Linked DNA regions of Ovis aries: region 1 is linked to region 2. Evidence: chromatin contacts called from public Hi-C data. All regions are on one chromosome and are shown on one strand. Each heading gives the region's core, a stretch centred on a gene start, on an enhancer-like site or on the middle of the called end of the contact. The rest is flanking DNA. Distances are from core to core; before and after follow the strand shown.

What was found. Hi-C and Micro-C count contacts between places; a contact is called where the count stands out from the background.
Region 1: a Hi-C map of liver shows a contact between it and region 2, with 3 times the contacts expected there. The contact joins the promoter of MBNL2 here to the enhancer-like site in region 2. A contact is called at or near these places in 2 of 16 Hi-C or Micro-C datasets (hypothalamus and liver).

What each region holds. Positions count from the first base shown.
Region 1 is chr10:73,752,360-73,756,680 of ARS-UI_Ramb_v3.0, reverse strand. It overlaps MBNL2 (muscleblind like splicing regulator 2), which reads right to left and starts at 2,593. Exons shown (of 8, transcript XM_060394207.1): 1 at 1-2,593.
Region 2 is chr10:73,624,653-73,628,834 of ARS-UI_Ramb_v3.0, reverse strand. No RefSeq gene overlaps it. Among named protein-coding and RNA genes, the nearest start is that of OXGR1, 99 kb to the right of the region's middle. Within about 2 kb of position 2,099, at least 6 of the 54 cell types and tissues checked have an H3K27ac peak or open chromatin away from gene starts, as enhancers often do. A contact at or near this core is called in liver, where this site is marked.

The DNA.
Region 1 (4,321 bases), core at 1,344-3,843, 130 kb before region 2:
TGAAAGGATCTGGTTTGCATAGCTTCTAGTAATATTGCACAAGATCAAAGGAGAACACGCACACAAGCGACGCTCTGATTTTCTTGGAAATCGTATGTCGTGGTCTGAGGATGAATATCCCTAGAAAATTTACGTGAACATGACGTAGAGTGAAGGGTTCTGTATCCATGACTATGTATCTTAACACCGTAAGGCATTTTCCAGTTTCATTCATAGGGTGGTTTTATCCTAGCTCACTGTGTCAAGAGACAAACAACTTTTTTTTTTTTTTTTTCTGATGCAAGGTCAAGGTCTCTCAAAATGCTAGAAGTATAAAGGAAAGTGTAGCAAGTATTAATCAATTCTATTAAGGAAGAGAAAAAACTGAGATGGTGCTTGTTAGAGGCTACACAACCCAAGCAGTCCTAAAGAGGGTGCAAACTAGGGCCGGGAACTCCCCAGAACTCCAGGCTGTTCTGATGGAAATTCTTTCCCCGAAAGGCTCCCTATTAAAAACTAACTGTCCCTGGATCGCTGTGACCAAGGCTGCCACTTGTGACATGGGGCGAAGAGCCTGCCATGCCGGACTGCCCTTCCCTGGGTCCATCGACACGAGAGCACGGTGATCTTTCTACCAGAGGAGCTGTTCCCAGCATCACTGCCAGCCGTGAACTTGGTGGCATAGCCTGAGTCCTAAAGAGTGGCCCCGGGGGAAGCTGGGTGATGTCCACCCAGGTGCCAAGAGACAGACTGCGCTGAGGGGACCGAGGCCTGAGGCAGGGCCAGTCCACTCCCCACCACAGCCAGAGCCCTGCAGATAAACGACCTGCCCGACGAGAGGAGGCAGGTAGGAGAAGATACCCCATTTCTGCTGGAGAATCGGCTCCGGTTTTAGAAAGGATGGGAAAATGAAGACATAACTCAAGACCTGCCAAGGAAGAGTCCGAACGTTCCTAGCCAGGACATAAAGAAATATTCCTCTCCACGAGCTTGAATAAAAGAACACACAGCAGAAAATAGTTGGGAGATGACGTCAGAAGTTCTGGGCGAGTGTCCTGCACTTCTCCTTGAAAGTAAAAACAGTGGGTCTAGAAGAATCTACGTGGCAATGCCCTTATTTAAATGAGGACTTCCACTGCTCAGACAAGCTGGCTGAAGAAACTTCATCTTATTTAGAGGCTCTAAGAACCTCTTTATTATTATTATTATTTTTACTTTATTATCCTCACAATGCACATATTACTCAATCAACAAATAGCTTTCCACTTAACCTTTGTCTTTTTCAAAGGCCAGCGGTGTTTCTTGAAGAACATTCACCATGGTAGTGGTTAGGCTAGTCAGATTTTTTTTTTCCTTCGCTTCAGTGCTTGCTAACTATTCTAAAAATGTTACACATTTATTGTAAACATATGCTTCCGAGGCCTAACAAAAAAGCACAGTTTCCTCATGCCTGGCAGAAATTTAAAACGGAAAAGGGCAGAAAGAATTCTTTAACAAATATATCCTTTCCTTCTCTTGGGCCAAGTGTGTTAAAAATAAATCTTCTCCATCATTTCTCACTGCTGCTTCTCGGCAAGAAAGTTGATATGGTTCGGCACAGTGAAAACACAGCTTTAAAAAGCTAGCCTGCCCTCATTAAATTATTCTGCTGGCTGTGTGTTCTCATTAAAAATGCATAAAGATCAGATAATTGCAGTAAGCATTATTAACCCAGCTTTACTTTTGAATATAATGGTTCCACTTTTAAGCTGGAAACAAAGGCTCAGACATGCCAGAAAAAGAAATGTAAACATTGAACTACAGTATCGAAAACTTGTCAGAAAGCTACCTCTAGCTGGCTTGTTAAAATGTGCTTTTGAAACTCAATTAAAAGCCATGGCATTGGAGAGCTAGGTAGGTCCCTAATATCCCATAAGTCGATGTATTTTTTCTTTAAAAAACATTTCATCCATAATTATTTACCAGGAAGTTTTTTTCGCCCCCCCTTAATCACGAGTCTGTTTTCAAATCTTAGGATCAACGCAAACTTTATTTATTCGGGAGCTAACTATGGCAGTCTGAAAAAATTTTTTTCTAGAACCAGAAAAGAAGAAGGTCCCCAAGAATTCAAATGGTTTCTGTTGAGTAATCAATGGTCCTATTCTTTGAAATAAAAACTCGTTTTATGCTTCACCCCAAACAGGCGGCAGAGATTCACGCTTGGCCATTTCTTTCTTTCTTTTTTTTTTTTTTTTTCAAATCAAAACGTTACGTAAAACTCCAGGGTCCCCCCCTGCAAGGATTTCATTTGAATTAGTGGAACCCGGTTTCCCTGGCTTCCTGAAGCAACACACACGGAATGCAGCACACTGCAGCAAACTCTTCAAACATTCAGGGGGGAAAAAAAAAGGAGAGGCGGGGGGACGATTTCCCTACCTTGTTTAGCTCTGTCTCTCCTTCTCTGTTACAGTAACCCCAGGAACATCTGGTAGAATCAAGCGGCCGCGGTTTCTTCGCTGCATCCTGAGGAAGAAATTTCCATGTAAATAGTTCTCATTCCCTGCTTATTGTACTCTGGGAGCCGTCTGCCGTATCTGGAAAATTTTGCCTTCAGATGATGAAGCAAAGACAGTCTAAACTCTGTTGCTGTAAGCTGCAGCCCTTCCTTCCGACAAATCCCTCCCCGCCGCGGGCAGCCAATCGCCAGCCAGCTCGTCAGCGCTGCTCGTCTGAACCGGGCCCTCATAGGATGACTGACACAGCAACACAGCACTTGCGGTGTGTGAAAACAGTGCATCCATACTGAAGAAAGAGGAATTTCCCTCTCGGAAGAAAGCAGTCAGAGCCCCCAGACAAAGTGGCACATCATTGGCAGAGCAGAGAGAGGGGGTAGCTCCCCGAGAACACCCTTTAAGCCTAGCCAGCCCAGAGCCCGCGGTGGCACTGTCAATACTTTGGAAAACACAAAACTCGGGCAGATTCAGGAGACCTCCAGGTTGTCCATGAAACTGAAGTCGTTATCCCATTGGACAAAGCATCTATCTATCTATCTATCTATCTATCTATCTATCTATCTATCTATCTATCTATCTATCTGTCTATCTTTAAAGGCAAACAATTCCATGTCTGCCATGGAAATGAATACACCTTGCAAAACATTTGCATCTGGTTTTCACTAGTGAGGAGGAACGTGTTAACCCAAGTGCATAGTCAAAGTCAAAACAGGCTTGTGTCCCGAACACAGTTTTCCTGTATAACATCTGTTATGGCCGTGGTTACTTACTGGAGCTCATATACCTTTTCTCCAAGTTTTCAGGCTCCTGGGGACCTTCAATTAAGGAATTCTGAACAATGGAATTGATATCTCTGCTTCACCCTTGGCAGGCCCCCCGAGAGGATTAGGTGTGCTGTCACCTGACTCTAAGGTTCCTCACCACTTGACAAATACCGTGCACTGGTCCAGATCGTCATTAATGAAGCAACCATTAACCAGAGGATGTTTACTGTTGAAAACACTTGTCACGTGATCCTAGGGGCGCCATCAGGTGCAACCCCACAAAGGATAATGTGGAGGTGCTGAAGTTCCCTGAGATAAAGCAAAAAAGGAACAGAAAGGTTAGTAAAGTTTATTTATCTTCCCCAGTCAATGTTACTCTGTGTATATATATATACACATATATATATGTGGTGTTTAGAAAACACGAAAAGCACACATTTTCCTTCCACTAAACACAACATTTTGAATTTTTTGGGAAAACTTGTGTTATGATTACAAAGCTAGACCAAGGCAGGAACAAAGTCTGAAAGGTTGAATCCTTGGCGCTATTGTTTATAAGTGATTGTTCGCTGCATCTGTAATGAAGTGACAGATGGAATGCAATGTAATGGTTTCTTTTGATTTTATCAATTTCATTTAAAAATCACAATATTTCATAATGGTTTGTAGGTTGTTTCTTTTAATAGAATACTGTACTTTATTCCCCTCGAATCTTATACTTATCGTTTCATTCCAGTATAAATCCATCATATACATAACTTGCAGGCTATCATCTACTATAATTTTTCTAGAAATTTAAATGATCTCTGTGGTTGAACAGGTAAACCACTATTTTTAAATATCCTTAGTATCATGCTGCATGTAAATGGAATATCACAGGTTTATGGATATCCCCCTCTTGACCCCTCTCTGATTATGACTTTAAAACTATCTTTCCCTTGATTCCAATCCTCAAAGTTTAGTCTTCTTTGACTCATTCTTCTATTTTCATTCAGTGAAACTAAATCTGGTTGATTTTTTTCCTTCTAGCTAGTTCACAACTCTGACCTATTACCCAGCTAATACAAATGCTAATAAGCTAGCTTC
Region 2 (4,182 bases), core at 850-3,349:
AGATGGGAGGGTGGGGGTGAAGGTTGAAAAGAGCTGCTGGCTGACTTTCCTGCTTGTCAGCCATTCGTCCATGAGCATTTCTTTTTCTTTTTTTTTTTTTTAATATTGAACTACAGTTGCTTTACAGTGTTATATTAGTTTCTACGGTGCAGCTGAGTTGGGCAGTCACACAAATACATGTATCCTCTCTCAGTTTCCTTCACATTTAGGTCAAGAGCATTGAGTGGAGTTCCCTGTGCTCTACAGCATTTCTCCCTAGTTATCTATTTGTTCTCCCCGGTTATCTATTTCATACGTAGCATCATCAGTGTCAATATGTCCTGGACATGAGCATTTCTGGAGGAATGCCATGTGCCGGGTCCCAGTGAGCTTCCCACGCTGGTTCTCTTCACTCTCACCCTGCGAGGAGAGGACCCACAGCTCCGAGGGCCTCAGGCCTCCCAGAAGAGGCCACCGTTTCCCTTCTCCTTAATAACACGGTGCTGATGAGACAAGTGCTGTTTTGGGCTCCAGCGGTCACAACCCATCTCCGTGATGGCTCTTCTTGGCATTGCTTTCACTTGCTCTTAATTGAATTGAATTGCAGAGGCATTAAGAAACAGTAAACAGACTTCTTTCCCCTGTCCTCTTGGTACCCCCAAGGGTCTAGGTGACTCAGAAGGCTCCTAACCAACCCGATGCCACTGACGTTGGGTTTCTAGAGCCAGGAGTTTGAAGGACGTGGGACTGGATGGGTGGGGCTGTCTTCCTCATGACACAGTAAAAATGCAACGAGTCAACTTCTGGCTTAGTTCTAATTTTGCCATTGGCTCCACCTTCCAGCTCTTCAACACCTCTGTCCCCCCGTGGAATTTCTTACGAGCCCCAAACAGACTTCCCTGAATCCTTTCCTACTGTCCATTAATTCTTCCCGAGTCTTCAGTCCCCCACAGGGAAATACACTTCCCATCCTGGGCACTGCAAATGGTGACAAGTTACAATGGACATTTTATAGCATTTTCAATATACAAAATACAATTTTCAGATATACAAATCATTTTCAAATGCCATTACCTCATTTATAGAAAAAACAGCTATAATTGTTTACATACCAACATCCCCAGTTTATAGATAATGAGAATCAGAGAGAAGTGCTTTAGCGGGTCTCCTCCAAAGTCAATTCAGCTGCGAGACTACTAGAAAGCTAGTAAGGTTGGGACAAAGTCCAACTCCCAACTCCCTGCTCCTTAAGGATTTGGAAAACTCCTTCTCCTGTGGCTTACGTTAATTAAACCTAAACCTGCCTTTTAGAGCAAAGCAAAACAAATATGCTCTCTCTTTCAAATATTGGCCCTCCAAATATTTGAAGGCAGCGACTGGCTGCCCTCCAGGGCCTCGTTTCTCACGTTGGAAAGTGCAGGAAATTCACCCCAGGGAGTTTGCAAACCTGTCGGTTCTGATTCGGTGGTTTTGGGGTGTGGCCTGAGATTCTGGTTCCTAACAAGCCCTACCTCCTCCCAGATCAGTTGCTCAGAGCAGGGGGGGGGCGGGGGGGAAACCATATAAAATTAAGAAAAACACTTTTCATATTCCTGTTTCCTCTTCCCCTGCATTTATAAAAGCTCCCAGCTCACATAGGGCACTTCATAAATGTCCAATGTGTTTGGACAGAAGGGAGGCAGACTCAGTGACATCAAATACCTTCCCCTTCTTCATCCCAGCCCCATCCTTGGTTTAGAAAAAGCCTTCGCTTCTTACCCGTTACTCAACTCATCCGATTAACAGTTATCCTTTCTAAATCGGGAATAACTGTAAAAATGACTATTAGGTGCCTGGTGTACAAGGAAGACGTCTAATAAATCTCAGTGATCACCCCGCAAACAAAACCGAACCAAAGAAAGCAGAGACTTAAACAAGAATTGCCAAAACACTGTGTCCTCGCTGGAATAAGACAGGAAAAAATGCTCCACTGGAAAGAACACGCTGCAAGGAGCGCTCGGTCGACCTCCCCCCAAGGGAAACGGCGCGGCTAGCGGGGCGCCGACCAGGCTGCGGGGGCGCCCGGCCCGAGCTCTGCTGCCCTCTGCTGGCCAGACGCCCGCCCACGAGTCTCGTCGCATCGCCGCGGCTCCCAGGGGACCTGTATCCTCAGCTAGTAGGTTATGCAACACCGGACTGCAACGAGAGCACGTGTGAGAAAAGGAAACCACTGACCTCTTGGCGCTTCGATTAAATACAAAAGATAAGAGAAGCGGAGGGCGAGAAAAGAGCAAGTGCCTTCTCAACATAGAAGGGACCGAGCAAGGATGTACTCAAATGCACTCTGAGCAGGAGCTCTTAGAAGCAGGGGGACCACTCCTGTTTCGAATATGAAGAACCTGAAGCTGGGGGAAGATTGGGGATTGACGTTAGTGAGGGAAGTATCACTAGGGAGAGATCCAGCCAAGTTTGGAAGGGGGGCCCTTTCTGACTTCCAAATACCAGGTTTCTATACCTGGCTCTTTTATTCCTTAGCTAAGGGGCTGGACCAGATACTTGGTCATGTTGGGTCTTGATGTTCTTCATTTTTCAGATGAGGGACTGACTGAGGTGGGCTCTGTGGTGCCTTTCAGTTCTCACATTCTGAGTACAACACCCTGAGAAGACCATAATTCAAACAGGCACATGTACCCCAATGTTCACTATTTATAATAGTCAGGTCATGGAAGCAACCTAGGTGTCCATCAACAGATGAATGGATAGGGAAGATGGGGTACATGTATCTGCTCTTCTTAAGCAGGAGTAGACTATGGGATCATCTTCCCCAGGGGGACTCTGCATTTCTCATCAAACAAAGCTACGGGGGACTAGCTTCCACACCCACCTAGTAGCACCAGCATACTGGACCCCCTGACATATTCTTCAATTAGTCAGGTAAGTCATTCAGTCGTGTCCGACTTTGCGACCCCATGGACTGCAGCACACCAGGTTTCCCTGTCCATCACCAACTCCCAGAGCTTGCTCAAAGTCATGTCCTTTGAGTTGGTGATGCCATTCAACCATCTCATCCTTTTAAGTCCCCTTTCTCTCTCTTCCTTCAATCTTTCCCAGCATCAGGGTCTTATCCAATGAGTCAGTTCTTTGCATCCAAAGGATTGGAGTTTCAGCTTCAGCATTAGTCCTTCCAATGAATATTCAGGACTGATTTCCTTTGGGATTGACTGGTTTGATCTCCTTGCAGTCATATTCTTCAGAGGCTACCAAATTATTTCAAAGCTGTGTTTTTGAAACAAGCCTTCAAGTTTTAAATGTTGATCACTGGTGAAATTTCCCAGTCAATCTCGCCCATTCAAAATACACGGTTAATGTTGCTGAGAAATGAACACTACAAACTGAGCAGGTTCATCCATGCCTGTCAGGCTCCAGGAGACATGAACATTTTTATATTTTTTGGCACAAGTCCCTGAGGTCCCACTTAATGAGCTGGTGGAAACTTTAAATTATTTTAATCTGCTTTATTGAGGTAAGATCAACATATAAAAAGTTGTAGATATTTAATGAATACAATTTGATGTGTCTGGAGGTAAGTGTGCCCTCAAAACCATCATTATAATCAATGCCATAAACGTATCCATTGCCTCCAAAAATTTCCTCCCCCGCTCTGTTTTTGTGTTTCTTTTTTTTCTATCATTCATCCTTTGCTTCAGGCATACTTGCTTTCAGTCTGAATCAATCCTCAAGGCATTTTCGTTTGTTTCTTTATTGATAGGAAGTGGGTGGACATTTCAGTCCTGTCTAGTTTGGATATTGACTTATGACTTTCTTCTAGTTCATTGTGATCTTCAGCTTATAAAATATTTTAAGGATTGCTTTGCCCACATAGGGCTGGGAAGCATCTCCGCCTCTCAGACAATTTAATGGAAAATTTCAAAATCCCAAAGCAAACAAACTGAAAGACACCTTAGAGGTTATATGATCCCATTCTCTGATTTTATGGAAGACAGTCTGAACTATTTGTCCAAATAAGGATAGTTCTCTAGAAACAATAAAAGGAGATGGACTGAGCATATTTTCCAGGACTTTGGATGGGACCTTGCACATACTTGGAGGAAGGCATTAGGAAAACTGAGTCAATACAGATTCAGGGCAGCTATCATAAAGTTAGGATTTGGCCTGATTATTATATTCACCAGTGAAGAAAGTCAGATCTAGTGCCAAAAATAA